Linked DNA regions of Mus musculus: region 1 is linked to region 2. The links are chromatin contacts, called in public capture Hi-C maps. All regions are on one chromosome and are shown on one strand. Each heading gives the region's core, a stretch centred on a gene start, on an enhancer-like site or on the middle of the called end of the contact. The rest is flanking DNA. Distances are from core to core; before and after follow the strand shown. Region 1 overlaps Sap30bp (SAP30 binding protein). Region 2 overlaps Cdr2l (cerebellar degeneration-related protein 2-like).

Evidence for each region. Capture Hi-C pulls out chosen DNA fragments and counts their contacts.
Region 1: a capture Hi-C map of embryonic stem cells shows a contact between it and region 2, with 2.0 times the contacts expected there. The contact joins two enhancer-like sites. A contact is called at or near these places in 1 of 39 promoter capture datasets (pre-B cells) and 1 of 9 other capture datasets (embryonic stem cells).

What each region holds. Positions count from the first base shown.
Region 1 is chr11:115,950,718-115,957,217 of GRCm38.p6, reverse strand. It overlaps Sap30bp (SAP30 binding protein), which reads right to left. Exons shown (of 11, transcript NM_020483.3): 4 at 5,209-5,251. Among named protein-coding and RNA genes, the nearest start is that of Gm39474, 11 kb to the right of the region's middle. Within about 2 kb of position 1,832, at least 176 of the 459 cell types and tissues checked have an H3K27ac peak or open chromatin away from gene starts, as enhancers often do. A contact at or near this core is called in embryonic stem cells, where this site is marked.
Region 2 is chr11:115,389,259-115,395,722 of GRCm38.p6, reverse strand. Cdr2l (cerebellar degeneration-related protein 2-like) reads right to left here. Exons shown (of 5, transcript NM_001080929.1): 2 at 5,100-5,212; 3 at 4,712-4,860; 4 at 2,900-3,064; 5 at 1-2,377. The coding sequence ends at 1,486. Among named protein-coding and RNA genes, the nearest start is that of Gm32013, 8.8 kb to the left of the region's middle. Within about 2 kb of position 2,227, at least 19 of the 459 cell types and tissues checked have an H3K27ac peak or open chromatin away from gene starts, as enhancers often do. A contact at or near this core is called in embryonic stem cells, where this site is marked.

The DNA.
Region 1 (6,500 bases), core at 583-3,082, 560 kb before region 2:
GCCAGCTACGTGTCAACCTGGGAGAAGGGAAGCTGAGGTGGAGGGGACACATGTAAATAACACATCCTACCAAGCTCCAGAGACTGACTTTTAGGGAAAGAGCATGCCTGGAGAAGCGCTGGGGGAGGGAAAGGGGAGGAGCCACCATCCAAAGCATTTACCAGTTTCTACAGTATAAATTCAGTCCTGCCTAAGCTCAATCTCAGGTTGCCAATGTGGAAGACACTGAACTCAGAGCTGTTAGAGACATGTGTCAGCTTCATACTTGGCACTGCCCTTTCCGGTTGGTCTGGGTCTGTCCTGCCTTGGCTATAAGAAACTGTGTTAAGGTTTTGGGTCCCAAATAGCTTGTGCATAAAAAGACCTGAACAAAAGGCCTGATTCTGACACAAGAACCACAACTCCCGAGGGCAATCAATCCCCTCAGAACACTGCCCACCCAAGCCTCGCCTCCTCTCTCCCCATTCCCTTCCCTGACAGCCTCCGGCCACCCCAGGACCTCAGAGTCGGCTCTGGAGCACACAGACAATGGGCTGATTGTTGTAAGATTCTGTCATGCTCTTTGAAACATTCCTCATGAAAAGAACCATACAATGTGCAAACAGTGGCAGACAGCACAGGGTGGGGCAGGAGGAAGGCAAGCACCAAAAAGCCACCACCAATAGCATCTAGCCCAGCAGGGGGACCTACTGTGTGCCAGGCCCTTCTCTAAGCCTGTCCTAGGAACAGCTCTAGAGAGCTGAAGAGGGTCTGTGGGAAGGCTTAGGGTAGCATGGCAGGGGGCTGGGGGGAGGCGCAGGGTGGCATGGCGGGGGGGGGGGGCTGGGGGAGGCGCAGGGTGGCGGGGGTGGGGCTAGGGGAGGTGCAGGGTGGCATGGTGGGGGTCTGGGGGAAGGCGGAGGGTGGCATGGTCTTCCTGGTCTCTAGTCCAAGGCTGTTTTTTTTTTTTTCTTTTTAAGATTTTACTTTTTAAAAATTATAGGCATGTCTGTGTGTGGTACCCTAGGAGTCCAGAGAGGCATCAGATCCCTTGGAGGTGACATTTATCAGAGGTTGTAACCCCCAGACATGGGTCCTGTCTATGAGCAGAATGTGTTACCTGCTGAGCCTCCCCTACGGTCATGATTCTAAAATAATTCCAGGTCTTAAGAGATTAAAACAAAACAAAAGGGAAAAACAAACAAACAAAAAAGAAAAACTAGGTGTGTGTAGGGGGAAACCCCTCATTTAGGGCCCCAGGCTGGCCTAGAAGGGACTCTCCTGCTTCAGCCTTTCGATTGGCTGGGATTGCAAGTGTGCACTGTGCACCCAGCATGGGTTAATGTTTTCTTCTTAGCAGATAAGGTGCTTTGATCTCTGCATAGTTACCATCCCTGTGCTGAGTAAGACAAGGCCTTCAAGACCCTGGAGACTCTAATGACTTCCAGGACAGTTACTGTGGATCGGGCCTGTGCACACTATGAACACACTGAGGCCAGGGGTCAGGCCTGAGGCAGTCTTAAAGCATAAGTACAGCCTGGGCTTCGTAGATGTCAGTGGTTTTAACTAGACACACCCAGAGCACAGGCTGGGCGACAGATCAAAGGTCATGCTGTGGCCTGAGATGCAACTGCAGTCGAGAACAGTCCCCACAAGGGGGATAGGATACACACTTGCCGCTGCACCATGCCTTTCTGCCACCTCCCAACTGGCCCTCAGGCAGGGCACTACCCAGCTCTGGCAGGCAGTCAAGCCAAATCTTGGTTTCTTCCTTTTTCTTAGCCCTGGGGTAAGACGTTGGTCTAGGTCTGAGCTCAGTCTGCAGAGGCCAGCCCAGAGTGGAAGCGGGTGGAAAGAGCTGGCTAGGGCATTTTGTGAACATTCATAACAAAACCAAGGCTTGGCAGGCGCTGGGCCACAGAGGGTATATGTGCACGTGACACAGACAAAGAATGCCCTTTGCCATTTGCCAGGAAAGCTTTTTAGAAAAACAGGGTGTGCCACGGTTACTGTAGCAACCCCCCACCCTCTGGGACATAAGTGACAGAGAGTATGGAGGAGGAGGGAGCCTCATAAATTGGGGTAGAAACAAGAGTATTCCTGGGAAATAAGTGACAAGAAGGTGACATATGCTGGACAACAAAATAAAAGTATACTTCAGAGACTTGAGGACAGACTTGAGTGCCTCCTCCCTGAGTCCTAGAATGTGCCCAGTACAGAGAACAGCTGCTCTGCAGAGCGGCCAGAGCCCCTAACCATCTCAGGAAGTGTCAGCAGTGTGCCCGCAGACACTTGCCACAGTGCCTATGCCTTGGCTATGCTAGGGGTAGCTCCATTTACTATCCACAAAGCCTGTTGTCAGCATGAGTCACATCCTGCTAACGCCTCTGTCAGAAAACATCTGCAGTATCCATGGCCACCAGGTGGGAACCTAAGCAGAGTAGCTAGTTCCAGGGACTCAGACTACGGCAGGGGAACAGGGACAGAAAGCCCAGTGGGGCCGAGGACACTTGCAGAATACTTAACTGGCTGTAAGAAGGGGCTCCTGAGTGATTTGAAGACCCCTGGACTACACCCAATACTGTTCCAGGCCCGTGGGGCAGGCAGCTGTCAGGAGCTAGAGCACTGGAGAAGCCCGTGAGTTGGCTAGTCCTTTGAAAGCCATCCTGTTGAAGAGTTGACTTACCACCCACTCCTCAAAGAGAAGAGTACTCACCCTACGCAGGTGACAGTGCACTGTGCCCGCCACGAGAGGGCAAATAACAGACTATGTCGGCTACATCGAGAGGTCCTTTCGTCAAAACAGACAAATGTAAAGGAACACCTATTCTCAGCAGTGTGCGTGCAACCTCTAAGGAACCTGCTTAAGGGGAAAGCCAGGCAGGAAAGCAATGATCCACCAGGCGCTCAGCCTGGGGCAACTCTGCTCTCAAAGGGACACTTATCGGCAGGCTGCAACTCTGTCAAGCATCCTATCACGCAAGGAAGGCCTTCATAACACAATGACCCAGCCCAAGTGGTTGTCAATAAGCCTCATTTATATGAAACTGTTAAAATAGGGCTGAACTTCCATCAAGATCACATCTTGCCAGGCATGGAGGCGCACGCCTTTAATCCCAGCACTCGGGAGGCAGAGGCAGACGGATTTCTGAGTTCGAGGCCAGCCTGGTCTACAAAGTGAGTTCCAGGACAGCCAGGGCTACACAGAGAAACCCTGTCTCGAAAAACCAAAAATAAGTAAGTAAGTAAATAAATAAATAAAGTCTTACTTGAGACTGAAGGAAGACACCGCCTGCACAGGGGACCTGAGCACCAGGAACCATTAGGAAGGATAGGAAAGTGGAGGTGTTCCCCTTGTAAAAGATGTTTGTTTGGTACGGCTATCACAGATACAAATGTCTATCAAATCCACCAATGGCACACTTTTACTCTTTGAATTACATCTCAGTAACGCTATTTCACACACACAGCCCAGAAGCAGAGTGTCATGGCAGTTCCTGTAATACTAGATCTATGAGAGGCTAAAGTATAGGACCAGCAGGTCAAAGCCAGCCTGGGTTACACAGGAAGAGGACAGACAGTCCAAAGCCAGCCTAGGCTACGTAGTTTTAAGGCAAGTCTATGCTACATACACTAATCTTTAAAAAAAAAAAAAAGTCAAAACAAACCCAGAGGAGAAGAGCCAAGCTGATTATGGAAGAAGTCCAGTTGATGCACCCACATGTGCACCACTTCTGACCCTGTTCATGTGAGTGGAGCGCACTGCCGTACTGGTTCATGGCCAGGTTGTTCTCTGGCCTAAACCTTGAAGTTTCTCGGTGGTGAACAGCAGAGTGAAGTGGGACCTAGATGGAAGCGGCTTCAGCTTCCACTACACCTGGCCTTGTGTATCACCCACCGCCGAGGCTGCTGGCTTCTGATTAGATGTGTGCTGTGCCTCCTCTGCCCTTAAGCTGTCATATCCCGTGTCATTTTCTAAAGAACAAATTCTAGTGTTTAAGGAAGCCCTGGTTTTAATTTGCACGGGTCATGTAAATGTGTTTGAGTGTGCATGCGAGTCATTTGTCTGCACGTTCCTACTGAGGTCTGCAAAAACAGGGCATTGGACTCTCCATACCTACAGCTACAGGAAGTTGTGACACTCCCAACACGGATGGGAAATGAACCTGGATCCTCTGCAAGAGTGGCCCTGAGCCATCTCTCCAATCCCTGGGTTTTTTTTTTGTTGTTGTTGTTGTTTTTGTTTTTTTGTTTTTTTCAATAAGTCTTGAGCTCTGTCCATCAGAGAACCCAGAATCAATGCAGAGTCACTATGTTCTTGCCCAAGACAAAGCAGAATGAATAATTCCTAGCACTTAGTTATGGAAAACCAGTCACTCATCAACAACCCACAGCACAAGGGCACCTCTTGGAAAACGGGCAGGTGGGCGGGACACTGGAAGACCACTTTCAAGCCAAGTTTCTGGGCTTTGCGTCCCCAGGGCTGGAAAGCACGGGCCCTGAATGTACTTGTGGGGATGCAGTGTCCTTTGGGAACAGAACTAAACAAAGCAGAAGCACACTTGTCTCAAGATCAGCACAATGGCCAGGGAGCAGGAGATGGCTGTTGCAGAGGAAAGGCTGGACCTGACTGTGGATACCAGGAACTTCCCTTGGCTCAGGGTTTTGGAGCTGATACCAAGACCATGGCCAAACTCAGGAGTGGAGTGGCTTTCTAAAAGGGTTGAAGTGCTGAGGCGCACAGGGCAGGAATGGAATTTGGTTTCCCGCAAGTTACTCCGCTCTCCAAAGTTACCAAGGGCCACATGGGCCAACATTGTGAGACATGTTCCTGCCTGGGGACAAGGCAAAGTGCCAGCAGAGGCCCCATGTTGACTACTTTAGCAACATGAATATCGTAGTCAGGGTAAGGGGATACAAAGACAGAGAGGTCAGGCCCAGGGCACCAGTGAAAGAAGTAAAGGCCAAGATGAGCTCCCGGCTGCCAGGGGCTCTGAACCCCCTTGACAACACTGGCAACCAACCAAAGCCCAGAAAAGCGCACAGAGAATGCCATTTTCAAAGACCACTGCCTGGAGGTCTCACCCAGTCACCCTAGGAAATGCCAAAGGCCTCGGAGTATGAAGGGAAACTGCCCTCAGCAGTGAGATGCCGAAAAGAACAGAGGCTTGGCATAAATAAGCCAGCTTGCTGGGGTAAGGCTCAAAAGTATGACCCTCGGGTACTCACCCACTAATTCCTGGGGATCCCGCTTCTCTGCTTCTGTGTTATCCTGTCAAGAGAAGAACCACACAAAGGTAAGGCTAGGTTTGTGGGCCGTACTCTCTTCGTGGAGGCACCCGAACTGTTCATGGAGGCTGAACAGGTGAGTGCTGGCAGCATGCTCACAGTGAACAGTGCTTCCAGGCTCCTGGCACCCCACAACTCTGGCCCCCAGGAGGGAACAGCATTGAGCCATTCAGGTGAGCCTCAGGTGAGTGCCCTGCCACCTGTGTGACTCTTCCTTGCTTCCATGGCTCCCCTGGGTTGGGAGAGCTTATCCGATCGCATCGCTGAGGATCCTTCAGGAGACTCTGGAGACCGACTGCTCCTGGGAGTTTGCTCTTGGCAGTTTTTCTATTTTACTTCAAACCATTGGGGGAGATTTTATCATGAGCATTAAGGGGCAGCTCTAAGAAGCCCTTCAGTGTCTTAATGAAGCTCCCCAAATCTCCCAGCTTGAGGTGGCCCCTCTCTGGCTCTCCTTGTCCCTTACCTCTCCTAACTCTGGTTTTATATTTGGTCCAGAGAAACACTTTTTTTTTATACTGAATACAAATGTCTGACTTCACTGCTTCTCCTAACCAAACCAAGGTCGAGAGGCTGACCGCTAAGTTATAGGTTTAAGGCCTCACCCTTGCCTCTGTTGACCCAAATGTCCTTGAACTCAGTAAGATCAGGGATGTTTAGTGCCACGAGGAAATAATGTCTAAATGGCAGAGAAGTTCACGAAGGTGTCAGGTCTGGTCTCCTTCCTTTGCTTGGGGAGGGAGGCGACAAGACAACAGTCCCGCACCAGGATCTCCTCATGAGAACAGCTGCAGAGATAGGCCCCTGGCACCATGGAAGGCAGGGAAGGGGTGTGGAGAGTCCAAACTCCCTCCCAAGGCAGGCATGACCCTGTGCCAAGACCAGACCCCTTCCCCAAAAAGTCCCTCCTGATTCTGAGACAGGCCCAAAATCCCCTCTTTTCTGAACACTGCAGCTATTCATTCAAATTGCAAGGGCACAATGTAGAAGTCAGGCTGCTTAGCAACCTGTCTGTCCCTCCTCACTATCCACCCCCTGCCAATCAGGTGGGCAAAGAGGAGGGCTGGGAGGTGGTCCTGGAGGATTGCCACATCAAGTTCAGGTTGGAGTCATAAATCAACTGTTGTTCAGAAAGTGTCAGTGTCTCAGGGACCAACAACAACTCCTTTGTAGCAGCAATGGGAGAATTCAACGCTAAGGAACATTTCAGTGGCCAGCGTGGGACTGTAAAA
Region 2 (6,464 bases), core at 978-3,477:
AGAATCTTGAGAAGGGTGGCGGAAGGAACCAGAAGTCCTGAAGGACTGCTGAGGGCAAGCTGGAGCCCTGGGCATGTCTTAAGTGATGCTTGACTTTCTGAAGTTTTAGACTAAAATACTGAACCCTTGACCCAGGTGGGGCCTCAAAAGTCATCCCCATAGAGGCGGGAGGTAAAGAAGAGGCATTCTGTAGAAAGGTGGAAGAGGAGACAGTTCTTCCTCAACTTAAGAACACAACGCAACATGAGGGCCCGGCAGTGGTAGATCACACCTTTAATCCCAGCACTTGGGAGGCAGAGGCAGGAGGATCTGAGTTGGAGACCAGCCTGGTCCACAGAGTGAGTTCCAGGCCAGCCAGGGCTACACAGAGAATCCCTGTCTCAAAAAAACAAAACAAAACAAAGCAAAACAAAAAAACAGATCAAAGCCCAACCAAACAAAACAAGTAAGGGTCCTACAGTCCCTGGTGAAGGACAGGCATGAACACTTGGACCTGGGTTGGTGACACTCCTACAGGACATTCTGAAGGCTGCAGATGTGAACTGTCCCTGGGTGGCCTGAGGAAGAGAGGACTGGATGAGACATCATGGTCCCTGAGATGGGGGCAGGCGCAGAGAAAGGAATGAAAGCAAAGGTGGTTTGCAGGCTTGGGGAGGGAGGAAGGGGTGAAACTCCCTACCATCCCGGCCCCTGGAAGGCTTCATGCCTAGAGGATAACTCCAGGAATGGAACTTGGCTCTGAGAGGAAAGGGACACTACCCGTGTATGGCTGTTGTGGGGTTCTCTCTTCCTCTATTCAGACTGGCTATAGATCTGTGGTGAGCAGAAGCCCTTTGCCAGGGCTGGAGGGGATACACTCGAGCCTGGCTAAACTTCCTGCTCTGCAAGGTGGGGGCTATCTGTGGCCTGCTCAGACCTCTGGGAGTGGTACAGCTGGTGCGAAGGGAATGACAGTCATAACTGGCAAGAAGCAGTGAGTGGTCTGGGAGACTCCAGACACCAGCAATGGCTGGCTCTGAGGTCCCCTTTCAAGTGTTTCCAGTTGTGACAAGGCTTCAGGAGGCCTTGCATTGCAAATCTCTCAGAAAAAAAAAAAAAAAAAACCAAAAAACAAAAACAACTTTGGAGGGCAAAGCTAGAAAGGCTTGCAGAAGACTGGCAGCAATCTGAGGGTGAAGCCTGGGGTCCAGAAGCTGAGGGCTGGGGGAGCTGAAAAGCCCCCAGGGACAGTGGTGGAGTGGCAGTGGCGGGGTGGGGAGTGTGTTTGGCTTTTAAACTGAGCTGTGCCTTTGAGCTGAAGCAAAGTGGCCAAGGGAGGCAGAACAGGTGAGCCGAGCCACCAGCAGGGAATATGCAGTGTCCCCAGCCACCTGCTATGATATATTGCTGCATAAAGGGCTTTCTCACTTGCCAGGAGGCTGCCAGCCAGGCATGAGGGACCCCTCTGGTCGGGAGGCGGAGGGAGGCGACAGGCCTAGAGAGGGGTCACTTGCTGCTGTGTGTCTTGACTTTGGTGGCGTTGATGTCGGCCTTGGTCTTCTGGATCCTGGCAAAGATCTCTTTGAAGAGTGCCTTGTACTCCGGCTGGCTCTGCTCCAGCCGCTTATCCACAGCCTCCACGTGCTGGCTTAGGCTCTTCTCACCCGCCTTGCCCTCTCCCGGGCTCTCTTCGCCCCCCAGTAGGTCCCTCCAGGAGCTGTCCCGGGAGATGGGCCGTGAGGTCTGCACCCCCGCGTGCCGCACTCCGGCACCGTGCTGCCGGCACTTGCTCAGTAGCTCCTCGTATTTCTCCAGCAGCGCGTGGTACTGCTCATCCACCTCCCGCAGGATAGACATACCGCGCCTGCGCACACTGTTGGCATGCAACGTGAGGTTGCCAGCATGGCGGCTGGCTGGGTCTTTGGCCACTATGGCATTGAGCGCCGTGTCACTGCAGCTCTTGCGCACTGCGTGGCTGGGGGAAGCGGCAGGCGAGGAGACACCATCCTGGGCATTAGAGTCATCTCCACTGCCTGGCTGGGGGTCATCGGCCTCAGGGGCCTGAGTGAGGGGCGCCAGCAGAGCCTCAGCCAGGTGCTCCTCCCGGGCCAGCAGGTAGGTCTTGGCCTGCTTCATCTGCTGCAGCTCCAGCAACTCGGCCTCCAGCTCCTGCACGCGCAGGCGGCAGCCCTCCATCTCACACAGCTGTCGCTCCAGCTCCGTGTACTCCTGGAGCACCACCGTGTACTCACGTTCCGCTCGTTCCTTGCGCTGTCGCTCCTGGCTCACCTGGGAACGGAGCACCCCAACCAAGGTCTGCAGCCGTTCGTTTTCCTGTTCCAGCGGCCGAGGACCCAGCTCCAAAGAGGAACTGTGTAGGCGGAAGGCATCCTCACATCTGCTGGGGGCGGGGGGAGGGGGGGGAGGCAGGCAGCAGTAGGTGGTCAAACACTGGCCTCTCTCAGTCACCCTCCACCCCTCTAACTATCCCTCCACAGTGTGTCTGAGTACGATGACCTATACAGATTGATCCAGGATTTTTCCGCACTGGGAGACACAGTGAAGCGTCGGACAAGCAGGTTTTTCACTGAGCTACATCGCCAGCCTCACCTTGCTCTTTATCTCTTTCTCCTAACTAGGATGGGGATCCATTTAGGCATAGCACACATTCTGAGCGCGTGCCTGTATAAATACAGTGCTTAACTCCTCCGAGGTCAGAAGGTTTTTCTCATCTGACTAGTAGGGAAAATGGATGCAAATGGCTTGTGTTAGTAACACCAATGGCTGTCCTTAGCAAGCATCCTGAGGGCTTGGACCAAACGGTCCTCCTTCCCAGCCACTGTCCACCATGCATCTCCTCCTTCATCCCTCAGCCAGCTCTCTCGGGACTCTAAGATGACACACCAGGGCCCTTGCCTACCGGGAACTTGTGCACAGCTCCTTCAGGCAGGGGAAGGTATGGATGGTTCTCCTGCGTTCCCGTTTTTCCCGGCGAATCCGAAGTTGCTCCAGGCCTCGAAGTTGCTCCACCTGGGCCTGTAGCTCTTCGACCTGGGACTGCAGGCGCTCAATGGTCTCTGTCAGCCTGGAATAGAATGATATGCATGGGAGACATTTTTTCTGTAAAAATTGTTAGGGCTGGAGAGATGGTTCAGCCACTAAATGCTAGGCTCACAACCAATATGTTAAGATTGATTTTTAGGCGTGCGTGTGTGTGTGTGCGTGTGTGTGTGTGTGTGTGTGTGTGTGTGTAGGTGGAGTTGGAGATCCTGGAACTAGGTGATTGTGAGCTGTAAGCCATTCACTGTGAGTGCTGGGAACCAAACTCTGGGCCCAGATCAACAAGCACTCTTAACCTCTTAGCCATCTCTGTCTCATTGCAACGTCCCCCTCTCCCCCACCAAGGTGGAGAGTCTTCAGGAGCTAGGGACACCTCCTCACTGCAGCTTGGGAGCCTCAGAGATGGAGGCCATCGAGTTAAGGACAAACAGACAACCTTGAGCTTGCTGTCTGGTGTTAAAGTCCGAGAAGGTTCTGCCGGATCCAAGGGCCTGCCCTTCTCCTGTACAGCCCAGGCTGAGCCAACCATTCCTCCTCAGCCAGCTCTGATCCTTTTGTATCTGTGAACCTGTATGCATGTCCACACGTGTGTGGGTACATGTGGAGGCCAGAGGATGACTCTGGGCATCACACCTCAACAAGCTATCCGCCTTGGATTTTTTGAGACAGGCTCCCGCCGGAACCCAAGAATGGCTGATTCAGCTAGGATGGGACTTGCACATCGCCACCTCCCCAGTTTGGGGTTCCGAATGCACATCGTTGTGCCCTGCATTTTACAAAGGTGTCTGAGCTCAGGTTCTCAAGCCTGCGCAGCAAGCACTTTAGCCACGGGGCCACTTTCCTAGCTGTACCCCAGGTCCTTGCACACAGCTCTGTTGCCACCATGGTCCACTGCAGCTGTGAGGTCGCAGAGGCAGATCAGGGTCACTGAATCCTTAGTACCTCAAACTAGGTCGGGTGCATCATCAGTGGCGAATAGCCATAGGTGGGAAGTTGTTTACTGGAGTATGGGCCACGTTTCACCTACCGGCTGTGGGGGCTGGAGAGATGGCTGGGTGGTTAGGAGCACTTGTTCTTGCAGAGGGGTTGGGTTTAGTTCCCAGCGCCCACACAGTGGCTCACAACCATTTGTCACTGTAGTTGCAGAGGATCCCACCCCCTCTCCTGGCACAGGCATACACACAGGCAAAACACCCACACATATAAAACAGAAACAATCTTAAAATGAGAGGGCTGGATGGTGGTGGCTCATTCCTTTAATCCCAGTATTCAGGAGGGAGAGGCAGGCGAACCTCTGTGAGTTCGAGGCCAGGCTCATCTACATAGAGAAAGTTTGTCTTGAAAATCCAAGAACAGGGCTGGAGAGATGGCTCAGCGGTTAAGAGCACTGACTGGCTCTTCCGAAGGTCCTGAGTTCAAATCCCAGCAACCACATGGTGGCTCACAACCATCCATAATGAGATCTGATGCCCTCTTCTGGGGTGTCTGAAGACAGCTACAGTGTACTTACATATAATAAATAAATAAATAAATAAATAAATAAATAAATAAATAAATCTTAAAAAAAAAAAAGAAAATCCAAGAACAACAAAAAGAAGGGAGGAAGGACAGGGGACAGAAGAGTGGCTGTTGTGGGATCAACCACATACAACGCCCTGGGCCTCTCCCTCACCCGTGGATCTTCTGCTGGGCAGCCTTACTCTCCATCACCAGCCTCTGGTTGGTCAGCTCCAGGTCTCTGGCCGTCAGGTCCAGCTGCTCGTACACTTTAGCATGCTGTTCATTCACGAGCCTCAGTGTGTCCAGCTGCTTGGTCAAGTACTAGGGGAGGAGGGAAGGATGGAATAAGGCTTTACAGTGCGACGGGGACAGATAGATGCCACTGTCTGTCCCTCTACCACTCCTTGGCTTTGAGAGGTGTAGGAGCCGAAGACCACCGTGAACTGTGAGGGTTAAGTTACAAGCTGTACAGAGGCACACACAGGAGATGGAGGCTGGAAAAAAAAAAAAAGCTGGAGGCTCCTGGGAGATGGGAGAAGGCAGAGCCGGAGGCCCCTCACCTCGATCTCATGCACCTGCTCCTCATTGGTGGAGTACATCTGCTGCAGGGACTCCTCCAGCTCCTTGTTCCTCTCCAGCAGAGTCTTCCCAAGCTCGGCGGCTAGGTGCAAGTCTGGGGTGGGGGTGAGGCAGAGAGCACAGAATGAAGAAGTCAGAGAGCCCTACATGTGTTAATAGAGAAGCCCTAGCATTCATGGCTGGCTGGCTGGGGCCTGGGTGACTCCAGCCGCACCCGATGCACTCTCAGAAGCCCCAGCAGGTGGGAGGCAGAAGCCAGGGGCTTAACCTGTTGTCATTTCCTTCTGAAGTACCTTTCCGGAGAGCTCCAGGCTCACTCCCTTCTCACCTCCACGTCTCGATTCGGTTTTGCTTGGAGCGGATCTTATCTCGGAGTTCAGGCTACCCTGGAACTCATGATTCCTTCTGCTTCAGCTTCCTGAAAGCTGAGATTGTAGACGTGTGCTACCAACCAGCTAGGTGGATCTGACTGATGTCAAAAACAGCGCCGAAAGGTGGAAAGTCAACACTAAAAACTTAGTTGAGTCGGGTGTGGTGGTGCAAAGCCTCTAATCCCAGAACATGGGAGGCAGAGGCAGGTGGGTCTCTGTGAGTCTGAGGATAGCCAGGGCTATGTATTGAGACCCTGTCTCAAAGAGAAAAAAACAAAACAAAACAGAGGTTCTGGAGAGGTGGAGAACCAGTTTGGTTTCCAGCAGGCAAGGTTCGAAACCGTCTGTAATTCTGGTTTCAGGGGATCAAACAACCTCTTCTAGCTTTCGTGGGACACGTGCACACACACACCCCTAAAAAGCCAAAACTGGACCAGTGAGATAGCTCAGTGGGTAAAGACAATTGCTGCTGAATTTGGACACCCTCATTGTGGAAGAACACCACCCACACACACACACACACACACACACACACACACACACACACACACACACAGAGAGTAATACGCTTTGTGCAAACAGAGCTGTCTTCTGTCTGTATCTGCTTTTTTCCTCTAGAGGTGTATCGGTAGCTTTTTGTGGGTAGACATAGATATACACTACTAGTGGATGCAGACAATGCTATTGTATTCACGCTCTAAACACCTTTGTCTAAATAATCTTACATTTTAAAATGTATTTATTATATGTGAGTACCTTGTAGCTTTCTTGAGACACACCAAAAGAGGACATCAGATCTCTTTACAGATGGTTGTGAGCCACCATGTGATTGCTGGGAGTTGAACTCAGGACCTCTGGAAGTGCAGCAGTCAGTGCTCTTAACCGCTGAGCCATCTCTCCAGCCCCTAAATAATTTTTATTGTTGGGTGTTTAGAGTGTCTGAGTATTTTCTCTATTAAAATGGGCCAAGTGTGG